Linked DNA regions of Rattus norvegicus: region 1 is linked to region 2. A link is a contact called in public Hi-C data. All regions are on one chromosome and are shown on one strand. Each heading gives the region's core, a stretch centred on a gene start, on an enhancer-like site or on the middle of the called end of the contact. The rest is flanking DNA. Distances are from core to core; before and after follow the strand shown.

Region 1 (7,777 bases), core at 2,556-5,055, 140 kb after region 2:
GTAAAGAGGAAAGGAAGAGGCCACTGTCCCGCATGGAGACCAGAGAGACCCCACGCCAGGGAGATGGCTCAGCAGGTGAAGGCTCTCGTCACGAAGCAAGATTCCCACAACCCACATGGTAGAGAGAACTGACTCCCGCAAGCTGTCCTCTGACCTCCACAGTCACACTGGGATACGAGTGACACCTGCCTCGAGACTCAGCCACATGAAGCTGTGATCGCAGCAACCAGCCTCGAGATAACCCTTGGAACCCAGATCCTGTTGCACCAATTTCTGGCTGCTAGAATTCCTACATCTTGCTCTGAGTGGTGACTCCCTACAGATGGGCATAGATGCAGGATTCACTGGACTGGCCTTTTGGGCCTATAGGTTAAGCTCTGATTTAAAAAAAAAAAAAAAAAAAGAAATAGTCCGAGGGCTGGAGAGATGGCTCAGTGGTTAGAGCGCTGACTGTTCTTCCAGAGGTCCTGAGTTCAATTCCCAGCAGCCACATGGTGGCTCACACCCATCTGTGATGGGATCTGGCGCCCTCTTCTGGTGTCTGAAGACAGCTACAGTGTGCTCATAAAATAAATAAATCTTTTTAAAATGTTTTAAAAAACAAACAAACAAACAAACAAAAAGAAGTCTGAGACCTTGCAGGGTTCTGAACCCTCTTTCCAAGTCCATGTACATGTGATTATCAGCTCACGGACCAGCTTCTGGGAGGCCCCGAAGCCAGCCAGACCTCACTGCTGCAATGTGGCCTCAGATACCTGCTGACCTCCAGTCTGTCACTTTGCCACTTGGAATATACGTCTGTAAAAATACGTCCTCACATGTAACAGATACACGTTAATTCCGAATGCAGCACCCCTCCCTCCCTTCCTTCCTTCCTTCCTCCCTCCCTCCCTCCCTCCCTTCCTTCCTCCCCATACCGTTCATGGCTACCTTCATGCTACAACAGATGGTATTTTAATTGAGGCTGTCTGGCTCACTGAGCAGAAGGTATTCCCTGCCCTGTCCAACCTGAGGAGGCCGAGGGTCCCTTCACCCAGGCCGAAGATCTGCACAACGCACTGTGTACTTGGTGTTTGTTTGCAAGCTTTATAAATGGCCGTCAATACACCCCAGGGCCCACCGGTGTGGTGCTTTGCTGTGGAACACCTGTGTCACCTCACTGTGTGAACACACCCCGGGTTAGCCATTCTATGAGTGGATAGGGAGCCCTCTCTAGGCTGCCTGGTGAGCCCAGTCTTCTGAGCAGGGCTGCTGGAAGTGTGTTTGTGTGTCCGTTGTATACCTCTGTGAATGGGCTGACACCTGACGCTGTAGCCCAGGCTGGCCTCAAATCCATGGCTATCCTCCTGCCTCAGCCTCCTGAGTTTTGGGATTGTGTGCTCTAGCATTCAGCCCTTGATTACATGACAACAGCCTTAGTACACAAGAGCCTGCGTTAGAGCAATGGTCATTTCCTAATGGAACCCCAGCGGGGCCGTGTGTGTGTGTGTGTGTGTGTGTGTGTGTGTGTGTTTCCAGTCACCCACGTCTCCACCCACACCCGGTGCTCTCAGATGTCGTTCTTGCCCATCAAGAGGCAGAACTATGGTAATTCTCTCAGGTGCTGAAATGATCACAGGGGATGGCACGGGGTGGGGAGATGGCTCAGAGGTAAAGCGCTTGCTCTACAATGTAAGGGCCTGGGCTGGGATCCTCAGTACACATCTGTAATGCCAGCCCTCTTACAACAAGACGGGAAGTAGAGATTCCCAAGAAGCTCACAGGTGAGCTAGCCTGGCACACACACAGTGCCTGAAAGGAGACCATGTCTCAAGGTGGAAAGAGGGGACACCAGAAATTGTCCTTTGACCTCCACGTGGGTGTCATGCTACATGCCCATGAATTCAGCCATATGCGCGTGCGCGTACACACACATACACACAAGTTATCCTGACATGCATTTTCCCACTGTTTGGGCTAACAATGCCATTCTCCTGAGGGTTGCCTTGACAGGGCATCCCCGGAGCATGTACAGAAATATCAGTGTACCTGGAAGTCGAACTGTATGTCCATGTATTTTCCAAATCTGCTGGAGTTGTCATTGCGGAGGGTCTTGGCATTTCCGAAAGCCTTTGAATGCAAATGTCACACAGAGTCACACTGGCTCACTATGCCTGGAGAGCCCCTGCCCCCAAATGACATGCTCGTGGGGGACAGTAGGGGGAGACAGGGAGGGAAAACACACTTTGTCTTCTAAAAAAAAAAAGACATTAAGTCCCGAAGATAAAGTTCTAATGCCAGACGGCTCAGCAGTTAAGAGCACTGACTGCTCTTCCAGAGGTCCTGAGTTCAAATCCCAGCAACCACACGGTGGCTCACAACCATCTGTAGTGGGATCCGACACCCTCTTCTGGTGGGTCTGAAGACAGCGATGGTGTACTCATATACATAATATAAATAAATATAAATAAAATAAATCTTAAAGAATTCTTTTTTTTTTTTTGGTTCTTTTTTTCAGAGCTGGGGACCGAACCCAGGGCCTTGTGCTTCCTAGGTAAGCGCTCTACCACTGAGCTAAATCCCCAGCCCCATCTTAAAGAATTCTAATGCTGTATTTGGACATGGGAAAAGCAGGGGAGAATCTCTGAAGAGATCGATTAGAAATGATCCTCGCTGCTGCCCTGTGACTCACAGTCTGTCCCCCCACCCCTCCTCACACCTAAGGGCCAGTTGCAACCCCCCTTACCCCAGACATCTCTTACAGTTGGGTCGGTCACCCAGGAGACAGTGACTTATTCTGTGTCAGCCAGTAAATTGGTCACAGTACAAAGGTCGATGACCCAGGTGATTCTGACTCGAGGGAAGTAAGTCACGTGTGCCTTGTACTTTACTCATCCCACGTGGTTTTGCCGCTCATCCCACTGGACCTCCAAGAACTCTGGAGGGTCCAGTACTCAGAACAGACACATTCCCTAGCTGGGGACACAGGCTCTGCATCCAAGGGCTTTGCTGAAGCCTGCTGGATCACATCCAAGCCTGCCTCCGCGGTCATATCCCTCGCCGTGGCAATGCCCGTGAAGCCCCTGTCCTCGGTAATCACATGCCAGCTTTTGCTGCCATACCCGGGCAGGGGACTGTTTTTGCTTGGGAGCTTCCTGGAGGCCACTCACCTCCAGGACTGGGATGGAGAGCAGCAACCTGTCCCGGGCTATTTGGAGCGACTCCGTCATGGGACAGGTCACTGCCAAGTACTGGAGGATCTTCTTGGAGGCCTCTGTCTTCCCAGCTCCGCTCTCTCCAGAGATGAGGATAAAGTGGTTGTTGAGCTCTGAGCACATCATGCGGTAAGCGTTGTCGGCGATGGCGTAGCTGGGGAAGGAGCGGACAGAAGCGTGTTGGTTCTCTGCGCTGATTGGCTCCCCCTGATTCTAATACCCGAAGAGACAAAAATCCCCTGCCTCTGGGAAGCGGCATCTAAGACTCAGAAAAAGCTCCTCTGCTGGGATCACCCGAGTGGCCTGCGACCGAGAGACAACACAAGGTAAAAAGCAAACGACGCGTTTCCCAAATCTACCCATGTGATGGTTGGTGGAACTTGACGGACTCTGGAACCACATGGGAGGTGGGGTCTCCCTGTGGATGACTGAGGCGAGGAGAAGGTCTGCCGACCACAGGCACTGTTCCCTGCCCAGGATCTGAACTGTGTGACTGGAAACAGAGAACAGAGCAGCAGTGAACCTTCAGCGCTCTCTGTGGGTACAGCTACCTTCTTAATTCCCCACCATGGTGAACTCTGCCCTTCAGGCGTCAGCCAGGATGGACCCGTTCTTCCCTAAAGCCACCTTTGTACTTGACCGCAGCGACAGAAAAGTAACTGAGACAACCTAGTTGATTTGCTCCTAGAGATTGAATCCTAAGGCTTTGTGCATCTCAAACACAGTGTGCCACCAAGCTACAATACAGTTCCTCCAAATTTCTTTTAAATACAATTACATTCCTTCTGGGAATACACCAGATGCTAACTTACACCCTTGTGGGACGGTCTACTCAGTGTAGACAGATACAGTATCTCGTCTGAGTATTCAACAGCTCCACGAATAGGATAAAATACTGTTTTCCCTTCTCTGAACACCTGGGGTACAGGCCAAACCAACGCTTAGAAACCCTGACCTCCTGTCACATGAGGTGAAGCTACCAGAAGCATTTTATTCCCAAATACAAACACAGCACTCGCCTGAGAGCTGGTGAGCTCAGGGCTCGGTGGTGGAACAACGCACAGTCCCCAAGAGAAACAAAATCTATGCATACCTTAAGAGGAATGGCTTAGCCTCCGAGACAGATAGGGCAGAAGAGAGCCACAAGTCCACAGCCGACCGAAGCACGAGGCTCGGCAAAAGCACAGCGTACAGGAAGACAGATGAGGAGAGAACAGACCCATAAGCCTCAGCAAAAGCTCGAGGCTCAGCAAAAATAAGCACAGTCTGCAGACTAGGCAAGGAATCGCTCAGGGTCCTGGCTGCAGTGGCGCGCTGGCACCAGTAGGTGGCACCACAGCAGCCGCATCCCAGAGGAGATTGCTCGCTAGTCACATACATTTCCCAGCTTGCACAAAGAGCCCTCCTCTTGCCCACTTAAGCTGAGATGCAAAAGTGACCCGCCAACATTTTCTGCAAAAGTCAGGATCTAAGGAAATCCATAATGGAGGATGGAAATCCCCGGGGGGATGGGAGTAAAGATGTGTGGATAGGTGGGTGGGTGGATGGGTGGGTGGATGGGTGGGTGGATGGATGGGTGGACGGATGGATGGATAGGTAGGTGGATGGATGGATGGATGGATGGATGGATGGATGGATGGATGGATGGATGGATGGATGGGTGGATGGATGGGTGGGTGGACGGGTGGGTGGATGGATAGGTGGATGGATGGACGGATGGACGGATGGGTGGGTGGGTGGATGGATGGGTGGGTGGGTGGATGGATGGGTGGGTAGGTGGATGGATGGATAGGTAGGTGGATGGGTGGATGGATAGGTAGGTGGATGGGTGGGTGGATGGGTGGGTGGATGAATAGGTGGATGGATGGACGGGTGGGTGGACGGATGGACGGATGGGTGGACGGATGAACGGATGGGTGGGTGGGTGGATGGGTGGGTGGATGGATGGGTGGATGGATGGATGGGTGGACGGATAGATGGATAGGTAGGTGGATGGATGGATGGATGGACGGATGGATGGATGGACGGACAGATGGATGGATGGACAGATGGACGGATAGATGGATGGATGAATGGATGGATGGACAGATGGTTGGGTGGATAGATGGATGGATGGGTGGATGGATGGGTGGATAGGTGGATGGATGGATGGACAGATGGGTGGGTGGATGGATGGGTGGATGGACAGATGGGTGGGTGGATGGACAGATGGGAGGATATGAAGGAAGAGAGAAGGATAAAATATAGAATGAGAAGAAAGGGGTTGGGATTTAGCAAGCGCAAGGCCCTGGGTTTGGTCCTCAGCTCCGGAAAAAAAAAAAGAAAAAGAAAAAGAAAAAAGAGAAGAGAAGAAAGGAAACTGGGCCCAGACCCAACCCTGGGAAAGCTACTCACACATGTGGTGGTAGTTCGAAGAAATTGACCCCTTGATAAAGCTCCATCTGGCTGGAGGTATAGATTCCCAGCTCCTGGTACGGATTCACAGACACGAGCAGCGTCCCGATATACGTCTGAAAGAAGGGACAGGATCGTATGTGAGGGATTGAGGGTACAACACACTCTGGCCCCCAGGCACCGACTCCAGGTTGGGGTGTGTGACCCAACAAATGTCAGGTGTGTGCTCTGCTGACAGGGAGCTTGTGTGCAGTTGGGAAACTTTGAGGAGTGGACATCTGTGCAGAAGTTTGAAGGAGAAAGCTTCAGTCATCCCGCAGGAAGTGAGCTTCAGGGTGAAGGGTCCAGGGGGAAAAGCTGACAGCCCTCAGCCAGTATAGCTAGACCAGGGGTGTCAGGAGCCGAGAGAAGGGAGAGAGGTTAGCAGAGAGCTGACTCTGGCTGCCCCATGGCCTCAGTTTGCAGGAGCAGACATTCTGTTCTGAATACAATGGGTGAGGGAGATGTGCTTTCTCCAATGAAGGGAAGACTAGCCTGCTACTATCTCCTGAGTGAATGTCCCTCAGTGGAGTGCCCAGTCTCAGTTAATGCCCCACAGTCCTCTCCGTGAGCACTGGCTGAACACGGGGGGGGGGGTGTGCAAGCTTGCTTATCAGCGCTCTACAACCCCACACGAGCTCCCCCTGCCAGCGCTTCTCCAGACTCTAGCTGCTCATCTTCGACCTACGCACTGACAAAAGACCCCTGGAATGCAGTCATAAACAGAGTGCCTAAGGTCTTAATGCCAAACCAAAATATGGGGGTCCCTCTGAAAATACACAGGGTGTTTTCAGTTTCTGAATTTGCTCTTTCACACCACAGAGGGGCAGGAGTCTCTATCACGCGGGCTCAAATCACTCCTATTAATGTCTCTAATCACTAGGGCAAAAGTCAGCTGGAGAGCCGGAGCAGAGAGAGGAGTGTTTGGATTAAAAATCAGAAAAAAAAAAATCAGAAAAACGCCATTCATTTAATCAATGCCATCAGTGACCTTGAGGTCTGAAAGGGTCCCTGAAGTTTCTACACTGAAACTGGCCTAACCCTGATGGCTCTGTTACCCTGTGTCATTTACATTTTGCTTGTACAGAAAGTTTGCTTGTTTGTTTCCATTTTTTTTCTTTTTTTCGGAGCTGGGGCCCAAAGCCAGGGCCTTGCACTTGCTAGGCAAGCGCTCTACCGCTGAGCTAAATCCCCAACCCTGTTTGTTTCCATTTTTACAATTAAGGGTGATAACTCTGAAACTCAGTGGATAGAACATACACTTTAAGAAATATTCTTTTCTAATAACCTTGGTTTCAATACATTGAAGTATAATGTATGTTATTATAGTATGCATAATATATCTAAGTATACATATATAATATATATTATTTTATGTTATGATTATATACTAATATAAGAAATATATTTTTCTCATAAAAAGACAAATATTTTTGTTTCTGCTAGCGATCCAACCTGAGGTCCTGTGCAGGACAGGCAGGACAAAAGCAGTCTTTTAGTAAAAGATTTGCTTTCTTGGTCCTGGAAGACTTAGTGATACAGAGACAATCTGATCTCATATTCCCTGTCTGGTATCTAATTCTCCTTGTTCCAAAAGATTCCTTTAAAGAATCCCCCTGTCCCAGCTTTTGCTCAAAGACGGCTGGGACAGTGTGTCTCCTCCAGACTTGGCTATTAGCCCGTTCCTGTCTGTGGGGATTGGCTGAGAGGAAGGCTCTTGACCCAAGACAGGCCAGTATGAGCCAGCACCTGATCTGGTCCACCTAGGGACAACTCCTGGAAGATGCTGCTTCCCTTCCTGTAAGAGGAACTGGCTGTCATCCTGCCACTCAGCAAAGAACAGTTACACCAGGAGGAACCAGCCTCCGAAGAGGGCAGAGCAGCGGCTGCCAGCCCGAAACCCTGTCCCTATCTTCCCAACCCATGAAGATGAGGGAGCATCCTGTGGCTCCTGTCTGTCTCGGTGGGTGGAGAGCGCCCCCTACAGGCCATTTGTGGCTATGTCAGTAGTGAGGTCATTCCAGGTCGTCCAGGCTGTGCACAGAGAGGGACGTCGGACACACAGACAGACAGTAAAGGCAGCTGGGTAACGGCTACTGTACATAGATGAGGTTCTCTCTGAAACGCTTGCGAAGATTCTCCAGGAAGGC
Region 2 (7,541 bases), core at 1,200-3,699:
CCACATCCCAGACCTGCTTAATACCGACGTTTGGTAAATTGAGGCTCACTTTCCCATTGCTCTGCGGTCGCAGCACGAGAAATGTTCTCAAGTTCAAGGCCACCGCCAGAGCTACCTGCAAAATGAAGGGCAAAACTGGTAAGCCTGAAGGTGAGGGGCTCACGGGCCAGCGGCCATACGTTCTGGAAGTAAAGATGGGAGGATCCTGGGGGGGTTGCTGGCCGCCTACCCTCCCCCATCCCAACAAACTCATGTAAGATTATGAGAAGGGCTGGCTCAAAATCCGAGGTAAACAGTGCCTCCTGAGGAATGATACCTCAGGTTGTCTCTTAGCCTAGACAGGCAGACAGACCTCAGGTTGTCTCTTAGCCTAGACAGACAGACAGACAGACAGACAGACACACAGACACAGACACAGACACACACACACACCCGCACGCACGCACACACACAAGACCGTAAAGGATGAGGGTTGGAGAGGGTGTAATGTGCTTGGTCAAGTTACCAACTCTCTCCTAAGCCTCAGCTTTATCTACAAAATAGAAGACTACACATCCGACCTGGGTTAGGGCCGAGGTTTAAATGAGATAATACAAGTATGCAACACTTCTACCACACCATCTTTCCAATTCCTCAACACTGCAATGTTCCCAGAGTCCAGTTCTCTAAGCTCTTCCCCCTCCACCAACACTCACTTCCTGGGTGATTCCACCCAACCTGTAGGTTTTTTTTTTCCCGGAGCTGGGGACCGAACCCAGGGCCTTGCGCTTGCTAGGCAAGCGCTCTACCACTGAGCTAAATCCCCAACCCCCTGTTTTTGTTTTTTAATGATTTATTTATTTATCTTATGTATGTGAGTACACTGTCACTGTCTTCAGACACACCACAAGAGGGCATCAGATCCCATTACAGATGATTGTGAGCCACCACGTGGTTGCTGGGACTTGAACTCAGGACCTCTGGAAGAGCAGTCGGTGCTCTTAACCACTGAGCTGTCTCTCCAGCCCATCTCTGGGGAGTTTTTACCTTGCCATGGACCACAGCATGTTCTCCATGGAGAATGACTTTCCCTGGAGCAGACACCAGCAGGACTTCTGACAACATGGCTCCTGAGACTCCTGAAAGAAAAAGCAGCAGAGAGGAAAAACAAAGTTTCCTAGATGTTAGCTACAAACACCAGGAAGGTCCACACCTTTAATCCCAGCACTCAAGAGGCAGAGGCAGGTGGATCTCTTTGGGGGTTGGAGGCCAGCCTAGTCTACAGTGTGAGTTACAGGACAGCCAGCGCCATATAGAGAAACTCTGTCTCTTCGTGGAACTACCATCCAGAACTATGTACCAGGATGACAGGGCAGTGAGCCAGTCAGCTGGACAATGGAAAAAAATCTGGATTCAGACACTGGCCCTTCCGTCCCCAGCATGTCTTAGGAAAACTGCCATGAATCTGTTTCCCACAAATCAGCTAATAGAGACAACACTGAAGACTGATTCAAAGGACCAGAAGCAGCAGGACCTGTCAGTCTGGCAAAGTAGCATCTATACCACAGAGAGCTACAAGGTAATGACGGGACTATCCCTGCTGCTGGTAGAAACTGACATGACCTCCGAGTGCACGGCTCAGTCGTGGAATGCTTGCCTAACATGAGGGCGGTTATGCGTTTGATGGTATGGAAACGCGAGGTTTACATAAAATCTTGCAAAAGAAAGAATTCTTCCAGGACATGAGGCCACAACCAACCTGTCACAGTTATACACAAGGCTGCGGGGCTTACCTGTTACACCTCGTGTTGCACATTTAAACAATAACTTGTGCAAGGCAGAGTCTCACCAAGTGCTTTTGCTGGATTTATGGGTGCACGCATTTTACATTGTTATAAATAACGCAAAGTCACCCGGTTCAAGGCTTCACTGGAACTCCCTTGCACTGGCCACCCCACTGCATACTCAGTAGCCACCGAGACCCCAGTCTACCGGGAACTGTCCGACCTGAGGTCGCCGACCGCTGGGATCGAGAAAACTAAGACAGAGGACCGCGGCGCCCGGCCCAGGGTGTCCGGGACCCAACCCTCACATCACCCAACCCGCAGTCCAGGCCTCTCACCTGCCCCGGCCAGCGCCCAGGTGAGCCGAAACTCCGGCAGTAGCTCCCGGTCTTCTCCATATCAAAGGGCAGAGCCCCAAGGAGGCAGGCGTGTCTTCCTCCGGCCAATCAGAGAGCTTGAGTCGAGGTTCCCTTTACGGATTGGGTCGAACATTGACCAATGGGAATTTCAAACAAACGGAGATTGCCCCGCCTCTTTCTAATCGTCATCCAATGGGAAACAAGTCCCGGGGGTTGCCCCGCCCTGGTGCGAGTGCCACAGGCCAATAGGAAACAGCCATTGAGAGGTGGCGCGGCCGGCTGCGGGGCGGAGTCCTCCGCGGGCCTGGACGGGTGCCTGGTTGGGTCAGCCCTGGACGCGTTACCGTACTCATGGCTGTGTGGACCTTTGGGGGCCGCCTCGGCCTGCGCGGGCGTCTCGGCGGGTGCAGGCTGCTGTGTCCCCGTTTCCAGAGCTTTGGCCCTCAGGGTGGGGAAGACGGGGACAGGTGAGTTTCAGGCTGGGAGAGTAACTCAACACGAGGTGTGAGGAGAATAGTTATTTTGTTTCCGTGGGCATGTCACACTGATGACGTGTTCTCTGTGGCCTGACGTCATCGGGGTCAGCATGGCGTCAGAGGTCAGGATTTCCTGCACAAGTTTTAAGGCAGTCCAGCAGGAGTCAGTCGGGGCAGGGGATGTCTTTGTGGGTTTTGTCCAGCCTCCCAGGCAGTTTATTTGGATTACAATTAAGATACCAGGAAGACATGGTAACACTTTGAAACTTGCATCAGGATTTACAGATTACCATGAGCTCATAATCAACATTTCCGCTCCAGTCCTCTGACTTTCCAACAACCTTGAGAATTCACATTTTACTTTTAAGCTATACATCTAAGCTGTGCACTGTTTGAAAATGGAAGACTCCTGAGGGCTCTGGAGCAAGAACTGGGGATGTGGCCTGGTGGTACACTGTTTGCCTAGCTTGCCTAAAGGCTAGGGTTCAGGCTCAGGCCTCAAAAAAAAAAAAGTTTTTAAGTGAAAACAGCATTTTTGAAATTCCATTTTGACAGTGCCTTGACACTCAACACCTTAGAAAATGCAAGTGGCCTGGTTTTCTTTCCCCAAGAAGCCCTAACTTTGTGGTAGAGGGTTGGGGTTAGGGTAGACGAGAAGCAAGAGTTTGGGGAGGCTAATGGTCCAGGTCAGGTTTACAGTAGAAGAGTTTTGGATGTGAATCCCAGCCCAGTCTCTTCCTGGAGATCTAGGAGGCTGAATCTTTGTGGGCTCCAGTTTCCTCAAAGGAGAAGCTGAAGAGCAGTTCGAGGAGCTAGTGACTTTAGTCCACTGTGGAGCGTGGGCTACGTGGAGTGATTGGATAGTCCTTTTAGCCAGTATTTGTGAAGCATCTTCATTGAGACATGCACTACAGCACCCACTGTAAGGGTAGAGACAGGGACAAGAAGCTGTCTAGAAGGGACAGCGGGGAAATGGCTGACAAGAGATTGCCATCCCGAAGGCGGATAAGTGCTGCCACCGAGGTTGCAGGCCGAAAGCTGGGCATCACTCGCCAAGGCGCACCCCATAAACCGTCCTCACTTAACCATGTCTCTGTGTCTGTCTCTCATCAGACCGCAGCCATCCTCGAAGGCAGCCAAGGTCCTCAAGATTTACACCAAGACAGGAGACAAAGGTAGGCCGCGTTGCAGCCTCGAGACCGGTCTGAATTTACACCGTAAATGTGAAGCCACTTGAAAAATGCACTATTAAGTGTTCAAAACAAGTTGTAAGGAAGCCGGGCATGGTGCACACTTTAACCTCAGCACTCAGGAGCTGAGGTAGGAGAGTCACAAGTTCAAGACCAGCTAGGGTGACATATCCAACTCCGGGCTACACTACATAGTACAACTCTGTCTTGAATGAAGGGAATGACACGTTTCGGGGTTGGAAGTGGTAGAGTGCCCAGCTAGTATTCTGAAGGCCCTGTGCTCAACACCAGAACCAAAAAAAAAGCTAAAAACAGTGCAGGAAAAAAAACAAAACAAGGGGGTTGGGGATTTAGCTCAGTGGTAGAGCGCTTGCCTAGGAAGCGCAAGGCCTTGGGTTCGGTCCCCAGCTCCGAAAAAAAGAACCAAAAAAAAAACCCAAAAAACAGAAAAACAAAAACAAAATAGTGCAGGACAGTGTAAGGACTCTGGGTCACGGGTGAGAGAGATGATTCAGGGGTGAGCCTATTCCGTGCTTCCCAGCACCCAGAGTGGGTGGTTCAAACCTTCCTATAACTTCACCTCTAGAGGGATCCATTGTCTCTGAGCTCTGTGAACACTTGCACTCATGTGCATATACGTACATACACAACATGCGTACACACACACACACACACACACACACACACATACACACCATATCCTCTCTCTCTGCATAGCCCTGCCTGTCTTTAAACCTCATTCAGTAGACCAGGCCTGCCTCTGACTCCCATGTGCCAGGATTAAAGGTGTGCCACCACCACCCAGCCTAAATTTAAAAAATGTAGGGGGCTGGAGAGATGGCTCAGCGGTTAGAGCACTGACTGCTCTTCCAGAGGTCCTGAGTTCAAATCCCAGCAACCCCATGGTGGCTCACAGCCATCTGTAATGGGATCTGGTGCCCTCTTCTGGTGTGTCTGAAGACAGTAACAGTGTGCTCATATGCATTAAATAAATAAATATTAAAAAAAAATAAAAAGTAAAAAATGTAAAAAGAACTTTTTAGCCTATTTGGATTAAAACATGTAGCGGTAGACTTGGTGGCCCAGACATGTCCTGGTACTCTGGAGGCAGAGGCAGGAGGATCACAATAAGTCTAAGGCCAGCCTGGACTACATAGTGAGAGCTTATCTCTAAAGAAAAGAAAAAAATTGTGTATGTATAGTGAGTATGTGTGTATGCGTGCGTGCGTGTGTGTGCGTGTGCGTGTGTGTGTGTGTGTGTGTGTTTGTATGCCTGGACTACATAGCAATTTCTAGGCCAGCCAGGGCCACATAGTGAGACCTTTTCTCTAAAGAAAAAAATAATGAGTGTGTATTCAGATTTGTCTGAGAGGTTATCTCTTTGGGACTTTTAAAATTGCAATTTATTGTGTGTGTGCGTGCGTGTGTGTGTGTGCGTGTGTGTGCGCGCGTGCGCATGTGCGTGTGTGTGCGCGCGTGTGTGCGCGTGCGTGTGTGCGTGTGTGTGCGTGTGCGTGTGTGTGTGCGTGTGTGCGTGTGTGTGCGCGCGTGTGCGCGCGTGTGTGCGTGTGTGTGTGCGTGTGTGTGCGTGCGTGTGTGCGTGTGTGTGCGTGTGCGCGTGTGCGTGTGTGTGCATGTGTGCGTGCATGTGTGTGTGCGTGTGTGTGCGTATGCGCGTGTGCGTGTGCGCGTGTGCGTGTGTGTGCGCGTGTGTGTGCGTGTGTGCGCGTGTGTGCGTGTGTGGGCGTGTGCGTGTGTGTGTGCGTGCGTGTGTGCGTGTGCGTGTGCGTGGGTCATACATGTCTATATCCCAATGCATTTGAGGTCAGAGAACAGCTTGGAGAAGATGCTTCTTTCTTCCACCATCTAGTTCCCAGGGATTAACTCGGGTCATCAGACTTGGCAGCAAGTGTCTTTACCAACTGAGCCACCTTGCTAATCCTGAAAGATTTTATCTTTTTCTGGAAGCCAGGAGAGAGATTTGATTCGTGGGAGAGGGAAATACACAAGAGTTCACATACTTTTCTTCTATTTTTTTTTAATTGCCTTAATATTTATTAAATACCAGATATAATAGTGATAGAGAAATAGACAACTATGGTACCATTTTCTGAAATTTAAGACCCTTCAGATCGTTAATAGTGATTGTGTTTGGGTTATATCCTTTCATACTCAAGTACACACACACACACACAGGACATACTTACCCTCACTGAGCTGTATGCAAACAAAATGTCAGAATGTAAGTGTTTTGTCTGTCATGGGTGTGTTCCCAGAACGATGGAAAATGCTTAGAAGTGACAGGTGTCATATGGTGGTGTCAGTGCTACACCAGACAGGTTCAGGGACAGCCTCAGGTCACTCACAGATGGGGCACTGGGCTCACTATGGCCCAGCAGTGGAATCCCATAATAGCTGCTGGACAGGGTGAGGCTTATGCTGGCCGGCGCAGGGGCGGAGTCAGAGAAGGGGAGCTTCGTTCTGGATCTGACGAGGTTAGGAAGCAGGACTACTTCTGTAACTGAAGGCACTCGGTGATCTTTCTTAGAAGGTTGGAAAGACAGAGGGGTGCTGGGACTGTGACAAAGATGCATCTGCCTGGTCGCTTTTGCGTCTTTGGCTAAGACACATGACAGGAGCCAGGACACGCAGAGGTTAGATACCACAGGCGCCTTATTTCTTAAACAAGAGGCTTCGTTGGTGGTTCCTAAGCTAACAGCATGCCAGGAAGAAGAGGGATAACCTTGGTGGCAGTGACCAGAAGGATACTTCATGCTAATAGTGCGTAGACATACATGCAGATCAAACACCCACAGACAGGAAATAAAAAGAAAATAGTTTAAGTGTATCAGGGAAAAAAATCTTTAAACGTTTGCTTTACTTTGATGTGTATGAGTGTTTGCCTAAATGTGTGTTTATGCGACTCACACACGCCTGGTGCCTGTGGAGGCTGGAAGGAAGCATCAGATCCTAGAACTGGAGTTACTGAGGGTTGCAAGTTACTCTATGGGATGCTGGGACCTGAGTCTGACCTCTGCAAGAGCTGCTGGTGCCCTTAACCACAGAGCCATCCCTCCAGCTCCTGACCCACCTGATGTGGAATATATTTAATCTCAGTCAGGGGCCCCTTCCCCTCCTTGGATTATTCAATTCCCAGATAAAAGACACACCAGACCTTTAATTTATTTGTTTATATTTTTTAAAGATTTATTTATTTTATGTGTGTGAGTACACTGTTGCTGTCTTCAGACACCCCAGATGAGGGCATCAGATCTCATTACAGATGGTTGTGAGCCACCATGTGGTTGCTGGGAATTGAACTCAGGACCTCTGGAAGAACGGTCAGCGTTCTTAACCGCAGAGCCACCTCTCCAACCCAAGACCTTTAGTTTATAATCAGCCTTTATCAGCACTAAGCTGGGCAAATATCTACCCTTCATGCTGTTAGAATTTCCTTTCCTATCGATAACCCTGGATTACTACTTACTGGGCTCCATCTGGGCTGCCCTGAACTCCAAATGGCCAGACCTCATGACCATGATTTTAGGATTGTTACCCCATGGAATCTCCTCTCTGTACCTTCCTTTCCCTCCCCTTCGTGGTTCTCCTCAGACTCCAAACCCAGGAACCCCAAGCCCCGCCTCTCTCAGTCCTGCCCAGCTATAGGCTGTAGATGTCTTTATTCACCAGTCAGGGATAACTTGGAGGGCAAGGTTACAAAGTGTCACTTGGGTCTACACGCGGACTCTCGAG

The links. A called contact is a pair of places that touch in the nucleus more often than the background predicts.
Region 1: a Hi-C map of liver shows a contact between it and region 2, with 1.9 times the contacts expected there. The contact joins the enhancer-like site here to the promoter of Mmab in region 2. A contact is called at or near these places in 2 of 12 Hi-C or Micro-C datasets (Schwann cells and liver).

What each region holds. Positions count from the first base shown.
Region 1 is chr12:47,952,611-47,960,387 of GRCr8, forward strand. No RefSeq gene overlaps it. Among named protein-coding and RNA genes, the nearest start is that of Myo1h, 40 kb to the left of the region's middle. Within about 2 kb of position 3,806, at least 3 of the 93 cell types and tissues checked have an H3K27ac peak or open chromatin away from gene starts, as enhancers often do. A contact at or near this core is called in liver, where this site is marked.
Region 2 is chr12:47,817,308-47,824,848 of GRCr8, forward strand. It overlaps Mmab (metabolism of cobalamin associated B), which reads left to right and starts at 2,450. Exons shown (of 9, transcript NM_001398937.1): 1 at 2,450-2,589; 2 at 3,712-3,773. The coding sequence starts at 2,474. It overlaps Mvk (mevalonate kinase), which reads right to left and starts at 2,196. Exons shown (of 11, transcript NM_031063.2): 1 at 2,102-2,196; 2 at 1,027-1,118; 3 at 1-115. The coding sequence starts at 1,104.